Linked DNA regions of Anas platyrhynchos: region 2 is linked to region 1. Evidence: chromatin contacts called from public Hi-C data. All regions are on one chromosome and are shown on one strand. Each heading gives the region's core, a stretch centred on a gene start, on an enhancer-like site or on the middle of the called end of the contact. The rest is flanking DNA. Distances are from core to core; before and after follow the strand shown.

Region 1 (4,447 bases), core at 1,160-3,659:
CCCTCAGTGTCCCTGAGTTACAAAATCCTAATGCGTGTCTCCATTTCATCTGTTTAGCACTACTCTAATTTATGGCTAAACATCTCTGGGTTTTCTCCCTCAACAATCAATCTAGAATGACTCTCACAATATTGCAGAGTTGGGTCATTTCCGATTCTTGTTTCATCTTGTCCATTCTAGCTGCAGAACTGAATCACGTTAATTTCAAACCACATAATTGTTTATCCACACGGAAGGTAAGTAGCCTCACAAGCCATATAACATGGGATCCGAATGGGGTTGCTTAACATGACTGATACCATTCCTTCACATGCTGCTTCCCTGAGTGTCTCTACCCTCAATGTGTTCTCCACAACGTGATAGTGTCACCACCACCTTCTCTTTCCTCCTAGTGCTTCCCTCAGGCTGCCTAGGCCCAGACTCTCGTGGTTGTGAGTCTGGAACATGGCTTTAAACAAACTCTGCACTGCTATGGGAAAATACCCACAATAATTACATGGACCTGGAATAATGGGCTTGTGCAACATCAAATAGGGCCTAAAATCATGATATCTAAACAAGTTGCCTCTAATAAAATCCATAGCATAGCCAGGGGATGCTCAAGGTTTCGTGACCACCAAGCAACATTGTCCTTGATACCTCTTGTCTGCAGCAATCCACTGTCCCAAGAGGCAACATACGTGGGAGCTCCAGGAGAGGGTCACACAGGGCTTTGCACGGGGCGACTCCTGTAGCTGCCTTCCCACAGCTGTTGTGTGCTCAGCTGCACCAGTACTTGACCCATTTACAGTTGCTATGGAGAGACTGGAGCGTGCAGAAGTACCACATCCTTCAGTGGCAGCAAAATCTCACAGAATTAAATATCTATTTGTGAATTTAAAGGGGAAATACAACAAAATAACTTAAAATCTGTGTCTAATGATTGCTGGCAAACATGAGTTATCTGACAAATCTCATCTATCACCCTTCATTACCTGTAGGCTGATAACTATCATAAGACCCCCTTCATAACGAACTCCCTTAATAAAAGAGAGGGAATTGGGCACCTCTCCTTTTAAGCCATTCAGTTTAAAAACTCAAACACTTTTTGTTTTAATGGTGTTACAACCCCCCCCCTCCCGCCCAAAAAAAAAAGAAAAAAAAGAAAAAAAAAAAAAAGATTAAAGCAGCGTTAAGCCATGAATCACATTTTTGTGAGCAGTGTTGTTTCTCACAAATTTTGTTGGTCTCTCCACCAACAATGGAATTTCTGTCCCTGGTAATTGTGCTGCAGCCACACCAGCTATAATCAAAACAGCACAGTAGTGAGAATGATTCCCTGACATTGCAAAGAGCTCCAACACCCACTCCTTCCAAGTGCTTCTATTTGGCAATGTTTCTTGCAGAAACAGTAGTATATTAAGGTTCATTGAGCCAATAGGAAATGACCATAAGCTTTTCACTCAGGCTTCAGACCAAAGTAAACATTTTATGCATTCTTAATGCTTTTTTCATAAACTTATCCCCCTTTTCTGCCAAGCAATGAATTTATGGAACCCAACAAGGTATAGAAATACTGAACTACTCCAAGCAACTCCGTAGTCATGAGACTGTCAGCCCAATGTTGAAGGCTCGGTGGCTAAAGTTAATTTTGGTCAAGCCCCTACTTAAAGGTATTTCTACCCAAATATTTTCAGCACATAAAAGCAATAATTTATTGAAACTACAGATTGGTGAACAATGTTATCTGTGCTCATGTGTCAGTGGATGGCTGTCTGTTAGTCATTTATGTACATGTAGCAAAGCACACACATTTATCATTTTTGGTTTTTTGTTCATTTTCCAAAATTTATAAGCCTAGCTGGGGATCAGCATTGCCAAACACCCAGATTTGGGGGAGTTCAGTTTAAAACTAAATTTTCAGTCCCATTTTTTCACCCTGTCTTCCGAGCCTGTTGCATTGGCATTACCAGAGGGAGGGAAACAGGTTGAAAGAACAAAGTAGAAAATCAGGTCATATACAGTCTATTCTAACAAGAAAGTCCTACAGGCAAATGATCTGGGGCTACTGAAGCTAGAAAGGGAAACTGTGCTAAAGCACAGTTTTATTAACAGCGACTTAGGCACCCCATAACACGCACACACCGTTAGTAAAGGCTGAAAGCAGAGAGCTGAAAATAAAGACGTAGGCAATGCCTTTCATCCATCCGAGAGACAGAGGGAGGTGGCAAGTCCCGCAGTGACACAGTGCCATCTAGCGAGTCCTTCCCTCAAGGAAAAAATAGAAATAAAATTTAAAAACCCACTAAATTACACCTTCAGCTAAGAAAAACCTAAATTACATCTCAGGGTAGGGGAAAGAGCCTGGCAAGCAGCCTGTTCCCACAGCAGTGTGTGGGGTGAGTGGGCAACAGCTGCTGGGGAGGTTTGGGATGAAAGTCATCACCCCCTTCACCACCCTCTGCGGGGACAGGGACCAGGGAGCAACCTCGGAACCTCGGGCCTCAGTGCCTGGCCCTGGACACTGAGAACTGGTGGGCAATGGATCTCATCATCGGTTTGCCAGCTTCAGGCAAGCCAGCATGTAAGGACACTTTTTTTTATTATTTTCTTTTTTTAATAAATTTAAGGGTCCCCGAGGCCCATGTAAAAGGCAGCGCAGCTTCGGCAGATGTAGCTGGGGTTCACTTAGCCAGCACTTTGCTTCTCAGGGTTTAATTAGCTGCTGCTGTACTAAATAACAGCTCCCAAGAGGCAGAGATACGTCAGTGCCCAGAGCTGGTGCCTGTGTGAGAGTGGAGAACTGCTGCAGCTCAGTGCCAGCAGGAGCGCTGCAACCATGAACCAGTTAAAAGGACCTCTTCCCTCCCGCTGCCCACCCGCTGCCTCTTGGGCTGTCAGCTGGGCTTGAAGGCATGAGCTTTTTCTGTGAGTAGCATCTGAGTGTACTCTTTGCCTTCTAGACCTGTTCAATTTGTTCGTGATGTCAGTGTTTTTCTGAGCAGTCATGAGAACAGGTTTGCTTGGTTTGTTTGCTTTAAAAATAAACAAACAAACAAACAAAAAAAAAAAAACAAAACAAAAAAAAAAAAACAAACAACAACAAGGAAACCAAGGAAATCTGTTTAAAACAACAACAACAAACAGTGATTAAAATGTTACTGCATGATTCCAAAGTCCTAGAGAATAATATCTAATACTGCCAGCTATCAGCTGTGCAATACTGGTGCTTATTTATCTCAAATAAATATATCAAAGAGGTATTTTATTCTGAAAGACTTATTTTACAAGTGTGGAAAACTACAAAACCGAGAAGGAACTTTCTTATTTTAAGAGAAAAGTAAAACCCAAACTGCTCAGCACAGGCAACTCTGGGAACATACAGTGATCTTTTGATGCTGACAGTTACTTAAAAGCTGATTTATCCCTCTCCTTGTGAGATGTGATTCAGGTGTTGGTGCTGTCCAGAAGCCACGTGTTCTCATGAACAAAGTACCAGGCTGGGTACAGGTGAAGAGCACATATTTCTGTTTCTGCTTCCATCTGGCCTGAAGAAACCCACGCTTTTTCACTGCTGCACTGCTGCCCCAGAGCAGGAGACCACTACAAGCTGCTCATACAGGTGGGGACTGGGGGACAGCAGCATGGCCTCAACATCAGTATGTGACAACCCCTGTGTCAGCAGATGTGGGTGAGGACTACTACCTTTCACTTACCACTAAATCCATGCTTCATCTTCTTCATTGCTAACCAAAAGCAAAATGACTAAGAGGAATACTAGCCTACCAGCTTGGGACTTGGGAGTGCCAAACACAGCTCCTACGCCACCTTAGAGCACAGTGACCCTAAGCACAGGAGGTGCAGGAGTGCCACCCAACTTCCACTCTGAATGCACTCTTTGGCAACATCCAGTCCTTGCTCTGAGGTACGACTCAGCAGTAAATCATACCCTTCCTCTTCCCCTGTTCCCCCTTCTCCCACAAAGAAAGCCCATCGCATCTAGGACATACCAAAGCAAGAGTCTAGGAGGCTCAAGGAGGCAAGAATCCCTATAGCTCAGCAGTCCAGGTCTGGTGGGCTTTTGTGTGTGTGTGTGCACTGTTTTAGGCTGTTTTTGTTTTGTCTGGGCCAAAGTGCTTAATGTTGAAATTGAAGTAATTAACCTGAAAATTGTGAAGACTATCAGCAAAAAAAATAGACAAATTCCAAGTCTACAAATTCCTAATGTGGACTTCAGCTTTGCATGGATGGTTTGACGCCTGCTATCTCATGGCAGCTCTGCCTGTGAGATGAGAGAAGTTAATAATATTATCTTCTTTTACAGATAGGGAAAACAAGGACCAGAATGAAAAGACAGCCAGTCAAGTGAATAAGGAAACAAACAATGATCAGAACATTGAGATCTTAAACTGGTTTGAAGCCTGTCAGGCAGCTGTGCCTCCCATGGTGAATGAGTGGCTCCACCAGC
Region 2 (4,447 bases), core at 941-3,440, 370 kb before region 1:
ACTAGCTTGCAGTGATAGTTGAAACAAATACAGATTTTATTTATTTATTTACTTAATTTTTCTTTATTTTTTTTTTATTTAAGTTTTAATTGTTTGCAAGATGGATCTGCATCTGCAAAGGTGAAATACTTCAACTCCTGAGTGAGCAGCATTTCCAGTTAGTTCTACATCCTTTTGATATCAGTCCCACGTGCCTAAGATGTGACTCGCTAAATATACATGTATGTTGAACAAGATGTTTACATACTGAATGATCATTTGGGGAGGTGGGGAAGGTTATCTGTTTTCTCTGACTGCATTTACAAGTCAGAGAACAGTTGATCTCCCTGGTTGCCTGTTTCTCTCTGTAAAGGGAGACTGGGCAACTGGCTCATGTCTGACTCACAAAGTGATATGATTTAATTAATGTAGCCATACACTGTTAACTGAAGCGTGGCTCAATGCCTCAGTGAGATAATATTCTGTATTCAGGGTTGAATAAAATAATAGTTGGATAACTACTTATCAAACAGAAATGTTTCTTAATAAGGTTTTGTCCAAGTCTACACATATATTTTTAAAATACCTCGGTAAATTATAACTTTACAACCAAACTATGAAAATACATCAATAAATTACAACTTTATTTGTCCACCTTGGTGGACAAATTGCTTGTACCTACACCACCACCCTCTGGATCTTGAGTTTAAGAATGGCATCTAGCCCAGGATATGTAGTGTGATCCCAATCCTGAAGCCAAGTGGCCTGGAGCACTAAGAAAATTTGGACCCAAATCTGGAAATAAAAGTCACATCTGAGACCCCCTTTACCATAATCCAATGAAGTCTTGCCCATAGGTTGTTGTGTGGTTGCCACTTAAAAGTAATCAATGCATTATTTTGTGCCTTCAGAAAAGCTAGGCCCCTGTATACACACAGATCTCTATTTCTTATTGGTGTACCTCAGCTCAGTCAATCATTAACTACAGTATGTTGTATGACATCTATTAATTTCATTCAAATCCACATAAAGGCTATATTGAGCATATATAGCTGAATAGCTACAGCATGGTTCTTAGCAGGAAACTTTACTGAATGGCATTTACTTTGTATTTGGAGAGAGGCTAACTGCACAGCTGTCTTCGGAGCGGTGTGTTCATTTACCTGAATTAATGAAATGATTTCCCTGGGAACAGCAAAAAAATGATAATTGACTTACAATATATTTTTGAACCTGTTTGGTCTCTCTACTATATCTCTACTTCAGTATACTAAAATGAAGTTTGTTTTCTAACTTAAAAAAATACCAGTGTAGAAATTCTCAGTATCAAGCCACCAGGGAACAGTCATTATGACAGACTCTAAAGAATGGGAGAGATGTTTATGAGTACTGAAAAAGAGGGATGAAGTCTAAGAAGGCTTAGGCCTTATCCTATAAACCACTTATTTGTGTGCTTCACATACTACATTCATAAGAGATGGCCTGAAGTGTGGGATATCTTTTCTGCATAAATGCAGAAAAAAAAAATGCAGTTTCTTTCACAAACCACTGCATGCCTCACGTCCTCCAGCATGGTGGGGAAAGCTGATTCAGTGAACAGATCCTGATCAAACAAATTGGCCCAGGCTGTAGCCCATTTCCTTACTGTTTGATCTTCCAAAATCAGGAGCTACTGAAGGAGCCCATGGGCATGGTGTATGTTGCTCTTGCCCATTGCAGCTTAGGCCTACTCACTAGAGGACAGGGAAGGACTGAGCACTGGCTTTATAAGCAGTTGGCAGTCTGTGCACCAAAACACTAAAATGTAGGGAACTCTTGTGTTTAATGAAATGGAGGAAACTCTTGTGTCAGCTGGGTGCATCTCAAAAGCTGGTGGATCCAGAGAGAGGGATCTTGCAGAGGAGCCTGCACCTGACCAAATGAAGAGTTCATCGAGGCTGGCTGAGGCCTATATAGCTTGGGGAAAGAAAGACACCTGTCACCAGGAGGCGAAGCCTGTGAGGAACAGGAACAGGAGTTATGAGATCACTCCTGTGCCTTACTTAACAGTAGGGTAAAGCAATTGATAACCCAGGTGTAGAAGGACACCATTTCCCAGCTCCAGAAGCTACAGGCCCCTTTTGCTACTGAGTGTTCATGGCCGCTCAGGCTTCCTTCTCCTCGGGAGCGCTGCACGGCCATGACCACACGGTGTCACTCTTGGTCCAGGTGGACTGTGACAGCCAGGGCACCTGCTGCCATGGGACCCGACAGGGGGTAAAGCCGGGGAGCAGAGGGCTCCAGCTGGGCAGCGTGGCTGAAGGGGGGGCCTTCAGCTGTGGGCAGCTATCGTTTGAGGATCTCACATAACCAAATATTGGCACAAGTGGTGAAAAAGGTTCAAGGGATTTCCCGGCCAGGTCCAGGCAAGCCACACAGGAAAGTGCCACCACACTTTCAGTCAGTGGTACCATGTACAAAGATCAGGGACCTCAAGGACATGGACATTGATTGCCTTCAGCCCTGGCTATGGTCCTGACATCAGATTGGCAGCACAGCACCAGGCAAGCTCACAGTCGGGTACTTTATGCTATACTAAATCTGTAGAGAAGCACAGAGGTCCACTTTCCCCCATGACTACACCTTTTATTATTATTATTATTATTCAGGCACATGGGAGTAGGAGGAAACTCCTGAATAAACAATAGACCCCTGAGGTCTTCAGGGCTCCCAAACACTGAAGGTTGTAAAATTTATGTCATGACTGCAGGTGACCAAATGGAAATGTGTAGTGGTTATACAACATTATTGCAGTACCCATACCTTTACAGAAAAAAAACTGATGAACTTCAGTCTCCCAGAGAAAACTTTCATCTCATGCCTTACCTGATAATAAAGCAATCTGCTGGCCAGATTGTCTCTGATTCAAAAAATAAATGCAGCACGTATCTGCACTATCTGTTTAAAGTTTTATTTTTCAAAGGACACACTTTTTTTTTTTTTTTTCTTTGTTTACTCTCATTTTTGGAAAGCAGTTTTGGAAGCATTTTTACAGAAACTTTCCAGAGGCAGTTCCAGCCAGCATGGAAAATTTTATCTCAGTCTTTATATGTTGGTCTTGACATCAGAAACAGTGAATGTGGGAGGTATCAGAAACCATCATTACTATAAGCCATTTTGCTAGATCTACCAGGGACAACTATAGCCATATGGTATCACATGAACATCTGTAGAGCTACAGTAAAATAGGAGAGTAATGTTAAATATTTGATTTCACTTCGTAGAAGAGTGCAGATGGGCCAGGATTCATCTCACCTCATTTTAGGTACCCTAGGTAAGATGCCTAATTAGAACCACCACACAAAGCTCTTTTCTGAGCCATGTCCCCCCTTTTATTTATTTATTTATTTATTTATTTTTCCTGGTATCTGCCAGTAGAAATTTTTCACTCTACTTGCAAAGCATTACAAGAGTCTTGTTTTTCTTAATTAATTTCTGCAGACTCTTTATGAGAAGTGTATGGAAGATGGTCATAGAATACAATGTGAAAACCTTTTGGAGGAGAAAAAGGCATTTCCTGCCTGACTCTCTTAAGGTACACACCACCCTCCAGAAAGTACCTGCCACTTTCTTGATTATACATGGAGCATAAGAAGAATACCATAATCACCAGGAAGCTTCAATTAACTTCCTAAGGTTCATGAAGTGATATGTGACTTATGGTGCATAAAGATAAGTGATACAGAATGAACTATGTGAAATGTCTGAATTTGTGTATGTTTGTATGTACCATCAATACACTCCGTCCAGGGAATGTAAGAGGGCCCTATGGCACTTACTGGACAGAATACAATATAATGTTTGATTTAAGGCTCATTGGGTCAACTGTTCTGCTACCTAAAGCTACCCAAGCCAGTGGCAGTTATAGCACAGCTGACTACCACAGACTGTCTCCCTTTAGGCATGCCTGTAGTATGTTAACACCAGGCATATAAAAACACAGGCAAATTATTCACCTTTGCTACACTGAAAATGGAGGCGTTGTGTTGAATATGCATTGCTAACAGTTGCAGACTTTTGCACAAAGCAGCAGCAACATAACGAGCCTATGCACAGTAAAACAGTTAAAATTACAATCAGACTGATTGTTTTTTTAAAAGTTACCCATTAAAATTTTGCTATGTACTTGGCAAAGACAAAATGCACCCATGGTACAGCTCTGAGTCACTGAAGTTCCACGTTTCTTCATTATTAATACCTCCAGTGGATTTTTATTAAAATTGGTAGAAAGTATTTAACATTTTGTTACGTTAAGGCTGCACGTTTCTGTTCGCATATCTACATGCAGCACCTTGCTAATGAGTGGGAAATGTAAGGCAAAGATAATGCATATCACAAAACTGTGTGGCGTAGCAAGTGCAGTTTCATTTTCTATAGAAGCAAATTAGTACTTTATATTTTAACACCTCTGTCCTAGAAGGCATCAACA

The links. Hi-C and Micro-C count contacts between places; a contact is called where the count stands out from the background.
Region 2: a contact with region 1 is called in a Hi-C map of skeletal muscle, with 5 times the contacts expected there. The contact joins two enhancer-like sites. A contact is called at or near these places in 6 of 8 Hi-C or Micro-C datasets (F1 follicle, F5 follicle, liver and 2 more).

What each region holds. Positions count from the first base shown.
Region 1 is chr3:61,465,128-61,469,574 of IASCAAS_PekinDuck_T2T, reverse strand. No RefSeq gene overlaps it. Among named protein-coding and RNA genes, the nearest start is that of ALDH8A1, 38 kb to the right of the region's middle. Within about 2 kb of position 2,409, at least 2 of the 8 cell types and tissues checked have an H3K27ac peak or open chromatin away from gene starts, as enhancers often do.
Region 2 is chr3:61,833,739-61,838,185 of IASCAAS_PekinDuck_T2T, reverse strand. No RefSeq gene overlaps it. Among named protein-coding and RNA genes, the nearest start is that of SGK1, 10 kb to the right of the region's middle. Within about 2 kb of position 2,190, at least 2 of the 8 cell types and tissues checked have an H3K27ac peak or open chromatin away from gene starts, as enhancers often do.